2 separate regions of the Sus scrofa genome follow, and region 2 is linked to region 1. A link is a contact called in public Hi-C data. All regions are on one chromosome and are shown on one strand. The core of a region is the stretch at or near the end of the contact, and the rest is flanking DNA. Distances in the headings are between cores, read along the strand shown. Region 1 holds the start of BCAS3 (breast carcinoma-amplified sequence 3). Region 2 holds the start of PPM1D (protein phosphatase 1D).

Region 1 (7,653 bases), core at 3,253-5,752:
CTTCCATGTGCCCTGAGTGCGGCCCTAAAAAAAAAAATTTTTTTTAATTAAATTAAAAAAAAAAAAAAACTGGAGTTCCTGTCGTGGCTCAGTAGTGAATGAATCCGACTAGAAACCATAAGGTTGCGGGTTCGATCCCTGGCCTTGTTCAGTGGGTTAAGGATCCGGTGTTGCTGTGAGCTGTGATGTAGGTTGCAGATGCAGCTCGGATCCTGCATTGCTGTGGCTCTGGAGTAGGCCGGTGGCTACAGCTCCGATTCGACCCCTAGCCTGGGAACCTCCATATGCCGCGGGAGCGGCCCAAGAAATGGCAAAAAGACAAAAAACAAATAAACAAAACAAAACAAAACAATCATAAAAAAAACTAAGTATGTCTTCACAGAACTATTTTTTTCTTTTCTTTTCAGGGCCAGACCCAGGCTAGGGGTCGAATCAAAGCTACAGCTACAGGGCTACACCACAGCAACATGGGATCCAAGCCACATCTGGGACCTACAGCACAGCATAGACAACGCCAGATCCTTAACCCTCTAAGTGAGGTAAGGGATCACACCCACATCCTCATGGATACTAATCGGATTCATAACCTGCCGAGCCACAGAGGAACTTCCAACCATTATTTGTTAAAAGAATACTGAATAAATAAAATAACTTCAAAAGTACTAAAATTATGTATTGCATAACAAAAAGCAATATACGTGAGGCTGCACAGAACACTGCATAAGCACACAGACTGGAGACAAACTGCTTGAGTTTGATCCAGGTTCCCCTTTCTTTCTTTTTTTTTTTTTTTTTTGGTCTTTTTGCCTTTTCTAGGGCGGCTCCCGCGGCATATGGAGATTCCCAGGCTAGAGGTCTAATCAGAGCTGTAGCCACCGGCCTACGCCAGAGCCACAGCAATGAGAGATCCGAGCCACGTCTGCAACCTACACCACAGCTCACGGCAATGCCAGATCCTTAACCCACTGAGCAAGGCCAGGGATCGAACCCGCAACCTCATGGTTCCTACTTGGATGCGTTAACCACTGCGCCATGATGAGAACTCCCAGGTTCCCCTTTCTTGACTGTTACCAAGTACAATTTATTTAACTTTTCTCTGCTTTGGTTTCCTCACCTATAAAAGGAAGACTGAAATAGTACCTAACTCATAACTTAACCTGTTGCAATGGTCCATCATTAGCAAAGAAATAAAGAGCCTTAGGAAATGCAGGAGGGAAAAAAGGAAGAATAATGGTAAAATATCATATTATACACATACTTTTGTTAGCCTGAGAAGGTAGTCTTTACATATCATGCTATTCTGTCCAAGAGAAATAATTCAAACTGCTACAATCCCATTATTAACATTTTAAAAGGCAGAAAACAAATTTCACTTCTTAGCCAAGTATTCAAGGGTCTTAATTGTCTACCGCAACCTCCTTTAAACAGGGCAACTTCCCTAGATTTCATTTATGAAAACAGCTTGCCATTCCCACCTCAGCTCACTCTATTACCTTTGCCAAAAATGTGAGCTTGACTCTAACTGCCAAAATTCTATTCATTTAGCTTCTTAATGAAACCTAAAGATCTAAAATACTCCCACTAGGAGTTCCTGTCGTGGCTCAAACGATCCCAAATAGCATCCATGAGGATGCATGTTCAATCCCTGGCCTTGCTGAGTGGGTTAAGGATCCAGCATTGCCATGAGCTGTGGTGTAGGTCACAGATGAGGCTGGGATACAACAATGCTGTGGCTGTGGTATAGGCCAGCAGCTACAGGTCCGATTCAATCCCTAGCCTGGGAACCTCCATGTGCTGTGAGTGCAGCCCTAAAAAGACAAGAGATCAAAAAATAGAAATAAAAATAAAATAAAATAAAATATTCCCACTAAAATATTCCTTCTAAATTCTCATGCTGTTTTGCTAGCATATTTTTTACTTATTATAGTGCTTCCAAGTATACACATTTAAAACTATATTAGATTAAAAGTATAGATATGCTTTGTCAAAAAATGCTTTAAATAGGGAGTTCCCATTGTGGCTCAGCGGAAATGAATCTGACTAGTATGCAGGAGGAAGCAGGTTCGATCCCTGGCTTCACTTAGTGGGTTAAGGATCTGGCATTGCCCTGAGCTGTGGTGTAGGTCCCCGGCACAGCTCGGATCTGATGTGGCGGTGGCATAGGTCAGTGGCTACAGCTCTGATACAACCCCTAACCTGGGAATCTCCATATGCTGCAAGTGTGGCCCTAAAAAAAAAAAAAAAAAAAAAAAAAAAAAGACAACAAAATGCTTAAAATATAGAACTGTACTTCCTATGACACTGACTATGAAATTTCTGAGATCTAGCGTAAGTGACATCACAATCTAGTAAACATACACACACATATGAATGAATATATCTATGTGCATGCCACAAAACAATACTAACTCCCAACTTTCATGTTTTATTTCATTTTTTAAATAATGGTCCTGATCCATTAAATGATTTAATGACCCACTAACTGTTAAACTTGAGGTTTGAAAAAAACAGTACTCAAGGATTTGTGGAGTTCCCTTGTGGCACAGGGGGTTAAGGATCCAGTGATGTCACTGCAGCAGCTTGGAAGAGTTCCATTCCTGGCCTAGCAACTTCCACATGCCCTGGGGACAGGCCCCCACAACTAAAACCAAAAAAAAGGATTTACCATAGTGCTTTTCACATACTCTATAAATGTGCTAAATACATCAACCTGAGCTCCAAATTATTGCTTTTATTTGGCCTTGGTAATGATATTTGTCATCCTGTAAAGCCAAAATTAAACGGATTTTACAAAAGTAAGCACTGCTCACAAAGGAAACCTGAAAGTTACCACTCCTTCATTTATTAGGCTTATCTGAAACTTGCTTACGTGACAGCCTGAGGGCGCACCACCACTCCACCAGTACATCGACTGGGTCTTCTGGGGGAATCTGTAGCCATTGCTTCATTCACAAAACCTGTTTCCAGAACAAAAAGACAGAAAAAAACAGATTATTGTCATTGGGGGGGGTAAGGAGGAAGATTTAGGGCTGCTTGCTAGAGATCCCTTGCCAAAAATACCTACAATATAGGAAAATTCCCCAACAATTCCTATTACACCTGAAAGAGGGGAGGGCAGAAGAGGAAAAAGTAAGATAAAAGATTTCTTGAGGTTTTCTTATTTGGACCACGACAAGAACCACAAAACTACTTAAGACTCTTGCAGGACCCTGTGATCCCCTGTTAATATAAACTAGGAAGGGATGCAAAGCCCAGCACAGGATCACTTTATAAAAACAAATGTGCTACCTTTGTGAGCCAAAATTAAAGAATTTACTGAAATCTTCCATTGAGAACAATGAAAATATACCTGGTACACTATTTTAAGACCAAATGGAACAATGAGGTAATACCTCCAACTAAGACTGTGGGGACTCTATGAATAAGACTGTGTATTTTAACATGTATTGTGATGGATGTGAACTAGTCTTACTGTGGTGGTCATTTCACAATATATACAACTTTCAAATCATTGTGTTGTACACCTGAAACTCATATATATATGTACACCTGAAACTCAATTATATGCACTCAAAAAAAGACTGCATGATCACAATTTAACAAGATGTTTGAAATCCCATTTGTTAAAACCCCCATCCCCCACCCCCACTACTGTAACCTAATCATCATTGTCTAAATAAGCAACAATAACTTATATTAGAAGCCCCTTATCCTTTCCAGTCACGTCATTGAACCCTGACCCTCGAATGTCTAAAAAGCACCTGAATCACTGGGGAGATTTTAAAAGCATGGAATGTGCTTGATTAAGGTTAAAAGAGACAGATCTCTTACATGGTTCAGGAAAGAAAGCCCACAGCCTGGAATTAATCTTGAAAGCCCCTAAAACCATCTCTTTTAAGCAGGGAGCATTCTATCACCTTATCTGAAAACTCGCACATTGATGAGTCCCATCTGCCACAACCAAAACACCCTTCGCCCCAACTAGCCCAGGTACCCATTTCCCCAGTGGATACCTTCACCTCCAGTCCCTCAGCTCTCTCATTTCCATTCCTCCCTTTATTTCTCGAAACACAGCCTCCCAAGAACAGTCCTCAAGGGCCCTGTCTCCTGAGGAAGACCCTCGCCAGCCCCTCAGATCCCACTCTCCTGAAAGACAACCAGCACGGCGCTACCCACTTAACCTCCAACGCTGAGCCACCGCTGCCCCTGGCCGCCCTCTGGCCCCTTGCCCTTCCTCCCCTCCCCCTCCGATCTCCACAGATCCCCCTCGTCGAATTCCTGCCAGCCAAGCCCTCTCCCCTCACGCAGCTAGTCCCTCGTCCTCGCCCAGCCTCCCCAAAGCCACAGCACCGCCAGCCCTCTCACCGGCCGCCCCGCCGGTAAACGCTGTTCTCCAGCTCAAGGCTCACTGTTTGGAGTCTCCCTTCGTGATTGACGGTTACCACTTCCTACCACGCCTCAGCGGAACTACCTTTCTAGCCAATCCCAGAAGCAAACTGTTCGCTGCCGGGCACCGCCCTCAGAGGTCAGCTTCGCCAACCAGCAAGTAGAAAAGAGGCGGGCCCGCCTCCTGAATTGATCCAATCCGCTGGGGCTCGAGGGAAAACAAAACAGTATGTAAGTTCGGGTGAAGCCGAGGTGTCAGGTTCGGTTGCGAACGCAGGCAGGTGTGGAGGAGTGACTAACATGTCTCTTTTCCTTTGCACATAGAACCTCCGTAGCTTCGTGAGACAGTATCATGCTGCAAAAGCCTGTGCACCTCACTTGGGCGTCTCAGGCTGGGAGTCGGACCACTGGAGAACCGGTCTGTTTACATCGAATTCTCGCGACAGCTGGTTCGGAGCTCAAAGCACGTGGACATGGCAGCTGCCAATCACTGTTAGCGGGCCACTCACCCATCCCGAACCCGCCTTCTGCCCCGCCCTTCTCGATGTGTTTACCTTCCGGGAGCCTAGGCTTATTTGCGCTGGTGGGCAGCCCTGGAGCCTAGGTGGTGATCTGAATGAGGGGTGAGGAGGGTATTATCAATTTGACTTAGGTTTGTGGACCACGCCTGACCTCTTCCTTACCTGTTTATACTTCCCGTAAGGAACAGATTGAGATTTCCATGGTGTCTTTCCATCAGATATATTTACTGTTTTATTGAAGGAACACTCAGTACAGTCCTAGGCACTTCATGAGTACTATCAAGTTTAACACTCATGACAATCCCGTGAGAATATGGCTTATTAATAGGCACGGAGTTTGTAACAAAGTGGCTGATACAACAGTAGAATTTTTTTTTTAATTTTTAGCAGAGTGGAGGAGGTGAAAGTTTAGTAAAGACACCTCACCGGAAATATGCAGTTAACCAAGTGCTGGAGAGACAGACAGAGACCTAGCCAAGAAGCCACCCGTTTGCTTGTGACGCTCAATTAGTGCCAATAAAAAGGACACCCTAAGTGATATTTATCAGGCTAATGTTTGCACATTGGCTAATAAAAGATTTTGAACATTCGTCTTTTTCCACAACACAAATTCCCAGAACTGTGGAGATTTTTTCGTCTTTTTTTTTTTTTTTTTTTTTTTTGAGTTTTTAGGGCTGCACCCAGGACATATGGTCAGGCTAAGGGTCAAATCACAGCTGTAGCTGATGGCCTTCACCACAGCAACAACATGAGACTAGAGCAGAGTCTGTGACCTACACCACAGCTCACAGCAACACCGGATCCTTAACCCACTGAGCAAGGCCAGGGGTCGAACCCGCAACCTCATGGTTCCTAGTCGGATTCGTTAACCACTGAGCCTCCACGGGAACTCCAGGAAAACAGAAATAAACTCACAGAAGTTTGTTATAAATAAACTTCAATAAACACATTGAAGTTGTGTAAAATGCTATAAAAAATGGATATAAATAGAGATAGGAGATGGCTTATTTTAGGTGTTGTGATCAGGAGGTGACATTTGAACAAAGAATTCAATTAAGGAAATGAGAAAGCTACTCTAAGGGAAAAGTAGTCTAGACAAAAGACACAAGTATATAGGCCCTAAAAAGGAATGAATTTTGAAGAAGAATTATTAGGGTGTTCCCATCGTGGTGCAGTGGGAACAAATCTGACTAGGAACCATGAGGTTGGGGGTTCGAATCCTGAATTGCTATGGCTGTGGCTGCAGCATAGGCCAGCAGCTACAGCTCTGATTCACCCCCTAGCCTGGGAACTTCCATATGCCACGGCTGCAGCCCTAAAAAGACAAAGGACAAAACAAGCAAACAGAAAAAAAGGATCCCACGTTGCTGTGACTGTGGCATAGGCCAGAAGCTGTAACTCCAATTCAACCCTTAGCCTGGGAACTGATGCCACAGTTGCGGCCCTAAAAAGCAAAAAAAGAAAGGAAGGAAGGAAAAGAGAATTCAGAATGATGCCTGTAATTTGGGCTTGAGCAAATGAGTGACAACATTTACAGATAGGATGAACCCCGTTGAAGTTATGCATTTTTTTTTACTGGAAGTGAATTTCTCTGCCCGGATTTCATCCTTTGTGAATTGTGGAAAGAATGTTATGAGCCTCATAAGATAATGTTACGAGGTGTAAATAAATTTTAAATTCCTAGAACCAATTAGAAATTTCTTTAAATTAACTACTTCTAAGTATGAATTAATCAACTATTTCTAATTACTCCTTTTTCTCCACAAAGATGTTCAAATCTCTCATGAGCCTGCAAATAGAGAATAAAGTAGAATTTGTGGTGAGCATTTCCCACTCATGCTTAATACATTTTGCCAGCTCCTGAGTCATTTCAGAGTATTGGAACTTGGGGAAACTTCAACAATCTATTCTGGGGACTGAGCAATCCCAGCTAGGAAAATCATTTTCAGTGTAAGAGTGATTTCAAGCCAGAGTCCCGTGTTCTTCCAGTTGCTACAATAGCCCATTGTAATAAATCTCAAATGACTAAAATTGCCCCTCCCAAGGCCCTGCAAATCAAAAACAACGAAGAATTTCCCAGAGAATTGTCAGGGAACTGTACATATGCAAACCAAATGTCAAGGTCAAGATATTTTCTTTTTGTTTGGTAGGATTAGGATTCTTTTTTTAGCCTCAAACAAGCCATTGCCTCACTTGTTTTGGCCCCCAAAACACTGGAACAATAATCACATGATTTAAGCAGTGATAAAATAATTTGATTTCACTTAGAATCATGATGAACTGAGCCTGGAGGGAACTCCCAGAACTTTAATATTTCAATTTTCAGTCAAGCATAAGGAAAAATAAAGAGGAGTTCTCTTGTGATGTATTGGGCTAAGGATCCAGTGCTGTCGCCACTGTGGCTTGGGTTCATTCCCTGGCCTGGGGACATCTACATGCCAAGGGTGAAGCCAAAAAAAAAAAAAAAAAGGAAGGCATTCCCGTCGTTGTGCAACAGAAACAAATCTGACTAGGAACTATGAGGTTGCGGGTTCAATCCCTGGCCTTACTCAATGGGTTGAGGATCTGGCGTTGCTGTGGTGTAGGCTGGCAGCTATAGTTCAGATTAGACCCCTAGCCTGGGAACCTCCATATGCTGCGGGTGAGGCCCTTAAAAGACAAAAAAAAAAAAAAAGAAAAAGATGGGGGGCACCAGCATGGGGTCCAGAAAGATGTGGTTTTCTCCTATTGGCCTTGCTCAATTACC
Region 2 (7,653 bases), core at 1,927-4,426, 61 kb after region 1:
CCTAGCCTGGGAATCTCCATATGCGTCAGGTGCAGCCCTAGATGAGACAAAAAGACAAAAAATAATAATAATAATAATTAAAAAAATAAAATAAAATGCATCTATACTTGAAAGATATGCATAATTCAGTGAACCATTATTTTCCAAATTCCTAATGAATGGCACCATGTCACAAAATCACAACTGGGTAAAAGACTGATTCAAGGTGCAAGAGACCAATGGCTCTTAATGTCAAAATGCAGAAGTTCAATGGATAAGGTTTCAGATTCTATTTTGAGTAACCTTAAGAAGCTACCAATTTGGTATGGAATATCACAATCATCTGAAAATACAAACAATTCCTCCCTTTTCCTACTACATACGTTTGCAAGTCTGCCTTTTCACTTACATACGTCACCAGACAACACAGCATAAGAGAGTGAATGAATGCAGAAACAGGTATGAGAATATTTATTTCAAATTTTCTTATTTGGGGGAAAAAAGTAATTTTTCACTTAAAAATATGTCAACATATATGTTTATTTTTAATAGATTAATAACTTTAATTTCTCAATTTTTAACTTCTCATACAGTAAATATGATAGATATAGCCCACACAAACAAAAGCTCTTTAGGGTTCTAAGTCCTTTCAGTACAAATTTACGAGAGCAAAAAGTTTGAGAAACACTACTATAACCCAATGAGAACTACAAAAGTGGAAACTTGACATAGGAAGTTTCCTTTGTCAGGACTTCCATATACTCAGCGTACTCTTTTTCCTTAATTCAAGTTTTGCGGATAGAGTATGAGATTAACTGTGGAACAAAGCAAACTTTAACATTTGGTGCATAAGGCTCTAAACCCATGCCTCAAAGGAGTGAAATCTTGGCACAAGAATTATGTTAAAAAAAAATACACATTCAAAAATAAATAAATAAATAAATAAAACACAGACATTCATTAATAAAGCATGGTTTCTGCTTTATTAAAAAATGCTCAAGTAAAAGGGTTTATACTTGGATCCTTTTGGTGAAAACATGTGGCAAATTCATGCTGTTTCAACTGTACTGCAAAATAAACAGAATTCCAAGTAGTACTTTGTGTCTAATCTTCCTCTATCTTGTCTTGCTGTCCCTCCTACTTGCCCTGCAAGCAATGAAATGACATATTTCTGGAATATACTGCAGTGCTTTCAGCTCTGCTCTGCCTACACAAAAACAAAACAAATCCATAATAGGGACCTCTGGGATTGGATGGAAAACAGCCTCCCACAGGCGGACTGGTTATGCTATGAGTCAATCAAATAATTCTTGGCAGAAAGCCAGGCAAATAGAAAACAGACTCTGAAAGAGCCTAGTCTACAACTCCATCAGAATACCTTTTTAAAAATGTTTTGTATTTGACCAATCTTTACACTCTATGTCTCTCTTCTGGAAATAAAGCAACACTATGCCACCATATAAACAAGAGGATTTTTTTTAATGACACACAGTATCATTTTTTCCTCTAAAAAATAATTTATGCCATTCATTCACAGCAATGGGTAAGCAACTATAACTCAACTTATGTTAGGTACAGAAACAATGGCTGCTTTAGAAAACATTTAAGGCTTAGATGAAACTGCAACTAAACCAAACTTTTAGAAATTAAGGTCTCTAATTCCTTTTAGCATATCAGCAATTCCTTATCTCTTGCTACTTTGACGAGCAGCTACAATTTAGCTACAAAGAACTTTTAACTAGGAACTGCTGAGAACTATCTGACAGCAATTAGCTAATAGCAACTTCAGCAAAAAAAAAAAAAAAGTGCACTTTAAAAAAGCCCTAGCTGAATTTAACACGTATTCTTAACGTAGGATCAATTTAGGCGGTAAGAATGCATTCGGCGCTGGTTTTCATGAGCAGTACAAGCATAAAGATCCTAGAAACACTTGATGACCACCACACACACGAAATTCCTTCCAAGCCTTTAGGTCGCCGGATAACTTGTTAGCCTAACAGTTTACTCTAACTACCAGCCACCAGGGGTCAATTTTGGAGGACTGACACCGCCCGTAGGAGACAACCGAGTCTTTCAAAAGCAAAATTGTGACAAATTCGAAGGAAACGCTCTAATTTTTGCCATCTCCCGCTTCCTTTGCGTGTTTCAGGCAGCACCGTGTCTTCAATGAATCTTTTGGCCAAATCTGGCGCCAGGTTTCAAACATGTTTTCGCTGGCCGCCACCAAAGTGAAATCGCGAAGGGAGAGGACCGCTCCCCCACTGATCCTTGGCGGGGATGGGGGGTGTAAATAAAACGTGGAGCGTTTGCACAGAGACAGTAATCCTGTCCTGCCCAAAGCTACTTTGTTTGCCCGGACCTCCACCTAGAAGAGTCTTCACTCCCACCGATGGACACTGAGAGCGCTCTCGTTGTGGGGACCTGCAGTGCTGCAGCTACGGCCCCCAACCTGGCGCTACAGTCTCCTGAAAAAGAGGCGGGCGCCAAATAAGCCGGGGAACTTACCCAATTTCTTCCACATGGCGAGGTGACAAGCAAGGAAGCCCTTGCGGATGGCAGCGCACACCTTCGCCGGCTCGGACGAGGTGAAGCCCTTCTGTTTTTTGATGAAACCCCACAAGTGCTCCCGGGCAAACTGTGCCGCCTCCCGCCCGCCGTGCCCGTCGCACACGGCGAAAAAGGCCACCGAGGAACGGCGGCGGCAGCAGCGGCCGGGAGCTGGCGAGGCCCCGGCGTCCGGCGGAGCGTCGCGAGCTTCTCGGGCTGCCACCGCTGGGCCTTTCCCCGAGACTTCGCCTCCAGGAAGGGCCGGCGGTGTCCGCTGCGGGGGCGACGGCTGAGAAAGCGACCGCCGCGGCGAGGGCTTTTCTTCAGTTGTCGGCTCGGGCTCCACCACGATCTGAGTAACGTCCTCCATGTACTTCCTCCCGCCCTGGTCGGAGAAGACGCTCACTCCCAGTGAGTACAGCCCCGCCATGGCCGGCTGGCCGAGATCCCGCCGGTCCCACGCAGCCCGCCGAGCGGCGGGAGACACTCGGCGCTAGCCGGCCAACTATTGTTTATCTTCGACGACGCCGAGAAGGGGGAGGGGGCGGTCCCGGAGGTGGGGGGGCGCGATGTCGGGACTTGTCCGCGAGAGCTGGGCCGGAGCGCCCGGGCAAGCGGAGCCTAGCAGCTGCGCCTGCGCAATGCGCCTCCCCCGCCTGCCCGCGCCCACCACACAAATCGGACGTTCTCCCCGGCTGACGTCACTCGGCTCTCTGGGGCCGACCAATCCGGAGTCGAGTTGGGGGCGAACACGCCCTCCGCCCCTCCCTTCTCCCTACAACGGCCGCACTCCCTCCTCCCTGCGCGGGCGCGAAGCCAGCGCGCTACCCGGCTGGCTTTCGCTTTGCAGTGGGCGGTTTCGTCCTCCGGCTTTTCGGCGGGTGCTAAACGCTTATCTAGCGCCTTCTCTGTCACCTTTTTGCTCCGTCCCCGCGGTCGAATTGCAGCCTGCTGCCCAGGGCGTTGCGTTGCTTGCCTGGTGGGAAAAGCCGTGTAGGCTCGGGCCTCGCACGAGTGTGAAGAATCTAGAGAGAAAAACCTTCCATTTCTTGAAGTGGCGGGAAACCTCAGTTTGGAAGGTGGTTTGTGAATAGGCTGGGAAAAGCGTGGCACTGTCGAACTGGACTTGGGTGGGATGGATCCGACTGGGAGTTGTGAAAGGAAATCCACTTTGTGTTAAGAAAACACGGGAAATTTCCACCATTGGCTGCACGGTCTCGTTTCACATAAACTAGGTATGTCGGACACTTAAACGGCTTATGTTTTAAGTTCTTTTCAGCTTTTGCTAAAAGTAGTACTTTCCCCGATGAGCCCTGGATGCAGCATTTTAGTCCTTCGGCGGAATCACTTGAACAGACCACTTGAAAATAGGTTACAAAAACTGCCCAGCGCTCGAGTGCTCCAAGACCTTGGTTATCGTCTCTCCTCTTCTCCCATGGGTTGCAATCTAAGCCCTAAAACCTTTGCCCGGATTTCGACGGCATTAAAATAAGCCTCAGAGTTGGCAGGTCAGTTTGTTATCAACAGCAAATGTTCCTGTGAGTCAAATTAAAGTTCACTTTTTCAGTTTTCGGCCACTTCACCATCACCTCTCCTGTGTGCCCCTTCCTGTACAGCCTTAGAAATTTCCAAATGAAATGCTCCTGGTACTGAACTGGGAATAGGGAAAAAAACTGCTCTCTCTCTTTTTTTTTTTTTTTGTCTTTTTGCTATTTCTTGGGCCGCTCCCACGGCATATGGAGGTTCCCAGGCTAGGGGTCTAATCGGAGCCGTAGCCACCAGCCTACGCCAGAGCCACAGCAACGCAGGATCTGAGCCGCGTCTACAACCTACACCACAGCTCACGCAAGGCCAGATCGTTAACCCAATGAGCAAGGGCAGGGACCGAACCTGCAACCTCATGGTTCCTAGTCAGATTCGTTAACCACTGCGCCAGGAGGGGAACTCCATGCTCATTTTTTTGACATCTGGCACAAGAAATACAACTAGAAAAAAAATCCTCCCAATAAAAGAAGTAAAATCACCCCGAAATGGAGAAAATCTGAATAGATCCATTAAATTAAAAATGTAATCAAAGATAAGCCCTATGTTAAAATGCACCAGACCAGATGGTTCCAGAGTGTAAAAACACTTGGAAAAAATCCCAGCTTGTTTTGAAAGGTGATCATAATCCTGTTATCAAAACCTAGTAATTATAACACTAGAAGGAAATCTATAGACAACATTTTATACTAAATGCAAAAAAAGGTGAAATATTAGCAATTCTAATCCAATAATCTCCATAACACAAGACCTGCCAAAAAGAACAGTTTATGTAGCTCTATATTATTCCTCTTAAATAGTTTACCCAACTTCCCTTCCCCTTGTAGAGATTACAAAGGGATCATTACTTCATTCTCTATAATCCTTTTCCCTCAGTCACAATCAGTAGCCTCAGGGTCATCCATCATTACCCTGATTAGCATCTCCATGCTACTCTCTTGATTCAGTACCCTGCTCTTCACCAGTCATCCTAACCATTTCTCTCCACCCTTTAGGTTTCAACATCTGTTATCAGCCATTTCCTCTTTGTTTTTCACTCTTCTCTAAATGTTCCCATCAGCTTCCTGTTCCAACCGAAAACTGGTTGATTGCCTAGCAAAACTACCTCCCTTACAACTTTTCAAGTAGATTATTTTTCCTCTCAACAGATATTCTTATCTTCGAACCGTCTCATATTGCCTACAAATCATTTCCCTTCCTTCCTCCTTCAAAAATCTAAGCTCTCTCTCCCTTTTTTTTTTCTTTTTGCCATTTCTTGGACCGCTCCCTCGGCATATGGAGGTTCCCAGGCTAGGAGTCGAATTGGAGCTGTAGCCACCGGCCTACACCACAGCCACAGCAAACGCCGGATCCTTCACCTACTGAGCAAGGTCAGGGATCGAACCCTAAACAGTACCTAGTCAGATTCGTTAACCATTGTGCCACAATGGGAACTTCAACCTAAGCTCTTTTAAAATTAGTGACAACTGCCACAACACCAAGATACTGTAACACCCCTTCATTTGTTCCTGGCTCACTGTCTAATTTGCTTCCACTATGCTTTTTGTTTTGTTTTGTTTTGTTTGTCTTTTTAGGGCCGCACCTATGGCACATGGAGGTTCCCAAGCTAGGGGTGGAATGGGAGCTGTGGCCGCCGGCCTACCCAACAGCCACGGCAACTGGGGATCCCAGCTGTGTCTTCTACCTACACTACAGCTCACAGCAATGCTGGATCTTTAACCCACTGAGGGAGGCCAGGGATCGAACCTTCTCCTCATGGATACTAGTCAGATTCGTTTCCGGAGTCAGGACAGGAGCTCTTGTCTTCCACTATTCTTGTCGCTTCTTAGCCACTTTATTTTTCAAAATGTTATCCACATTTTCTGTCCAATACCCTGGCTTCTCAGCTCTTCATCTTCCTCTTCATGGTGACATGGCCTTGCTACCATTAAGAGCAATCCCTCTATTGTGTTCTCATTTCTCTTTCCTCTATTGAGATCTTTACTCCACCAGGTATCTTTTTTTTTTTTTTTCTTTTTTTGGTCCTACCTCATCAATTCATCAATTTCTCTTTTTCCACCAAGTCATTTCCATCTTTGTAAAAACGTGTCCTGGTTTCTCCGCCTCCTCCCCCACACCCATGGCTTGCAGAAGGTGCCAGGCCAGGGGTCAAACCCTTGCCCCAAGCCTCTCTCTAGATTCTACTTCCAATTCCTACCTCATAACTTCTCCTTAACCCATTCTAATCAAGTGCCATCCCTGTAATGCTGCTAAGACTATTTTTAGGACATAACCAGACCTCTCTGCTTCCAAAGCTAATGATGATTTTTCTGTTCTTAGGAACTTCTATTCCAACTGATGCAGCCAGTGGAACCACTATTTCCTTCCTGAAACTTAGTAGCAAGTCAAACCATTGCTTCCTTCTCAAAATTTTGTTCTCTTGGCTGAAAAGAGACCACACCATTCTTCATTTCTTCCTACCTCATTGATTGATCACCCCTTTTCACTTTCCTTTGCTGATTTATCCCCAGCTAGACCTCAGGTGGTTGGGAGTGCCCAGGGCTTTGTCATGTTGGGCGTGCCCAGGGCTTTTTCTTTTCCTATACACTCTTCCCAGGTAATATCATCCAGGGCCAAAGCTCTAAAAACTACTCGCTGATGACTCGCAAATTTATATCTCCAATCTAAACTCTACCAGAGTCCCAGACTCTGTATGCAACTGACACTTGACAGTTCCACATAGGTGTCTAATGGCCATTTCTACTTAACATGGCCGTAACAAACTCTTAATTTCTTCTTCATGTCTCCTCCTCCCTCAGTCTTACCCATATCAGTAAACATGGCCATTCCCATGCTGTTCAAACCACCAAACAGGAGTATTTTGATTCTCTCTTTCCTCCATCTCCACCCTCCTAGATCCCCAACCCATTCCAATCCTTCTAGTTCATCTGCACATCCTTTTGACTAAATCTTCAATATCGGTACTGAACCCACCACTTTTCACTATGTCCACCATTACCATTCCATTCCAAGCCACTATTACGTACGACTTGGATCACTAGATTAGTCTCCTCTCTTTCACTCTTGGACCTCTGCAATCTTTTCCCCACTAGCTTTCTATCTAATCTTTCAAAACCGTGAATGAGGAAGTTCCCTTGTGGCACAGCAGGTTAAGGGTCTAGTGCTGTCACTGCAGCCGCTTGAGTTGCTGCTGTAACTCAGGTTTAATCCCTGGCCCGGGAACTTATACATGTTGTGAGCACAGCCAAATAAAATAAAATAAAATAAAATGTGTCCAGAAGAGGAAATGGATAGGAATAGTCAAAATGTTATTGAAAAAGAAGAATATTAAGATGGTTAGTGGTCCTGCAAATATTGGAATATTTTATAAAGTTGAGAGTGGCAGAGAAATGGCAAATTGACCAATAGACAATAACACAGAACAGAGAGAGTTCGTAAGAGGATCAATATATATATTTTAAAGGAGAATGAGATGGATATGACATTTCAAACAATTGAGGGAAAGACTGATTATTCATTAACTGATGTTAGGACACCTGGCTATCTCTTTGTTGGGACAACTTGCTATCCTTGAAATGGAAAAAA

What was found. A called contact is a pair of places that touch in the nucleus more often than the background predicts.
Region 2: a contact with region 1 is called in a Hi-C map of liver, with 4 times the contacts expected there. The contact joins the promoter of PPM1D here to the promoter of BCAS3 in region 1. A contact is called at or near these places in 6 of 47 Hi-C or Micro-C datasets (blood, embryonic fibroblasts, heart right ventricle and 3 more) and 2 of 2 datasets of contacts at active chromatin or transcription factors (alveolar macrophages and skeletal muscle).

Annotation. Positions count from the first base shown.
Region 1 is chr12:37,470,719-37,478,371 of Sscrofa11.1, forward strand. BCAS3 (breast carcinoma-amplified sequence 3) reads right to left here and starts at 4,503. Exons shown (of 27, transcript XM_021068161.1): 1 at 4,366-4,503; 2 at 2,870-2,957. The coding sequence starts at 2,940.
Region 2 is chr12:37,532,983-37,540,635 of Sscrofa11.1, forward strand. PPM1D (protein phosphatase 1D) reads right to left here and starts at 3,177. Exons shown (of 6, transcript XM_005669013.3): 1 at 2,485-3,177. The coding sequence starts at 2,956.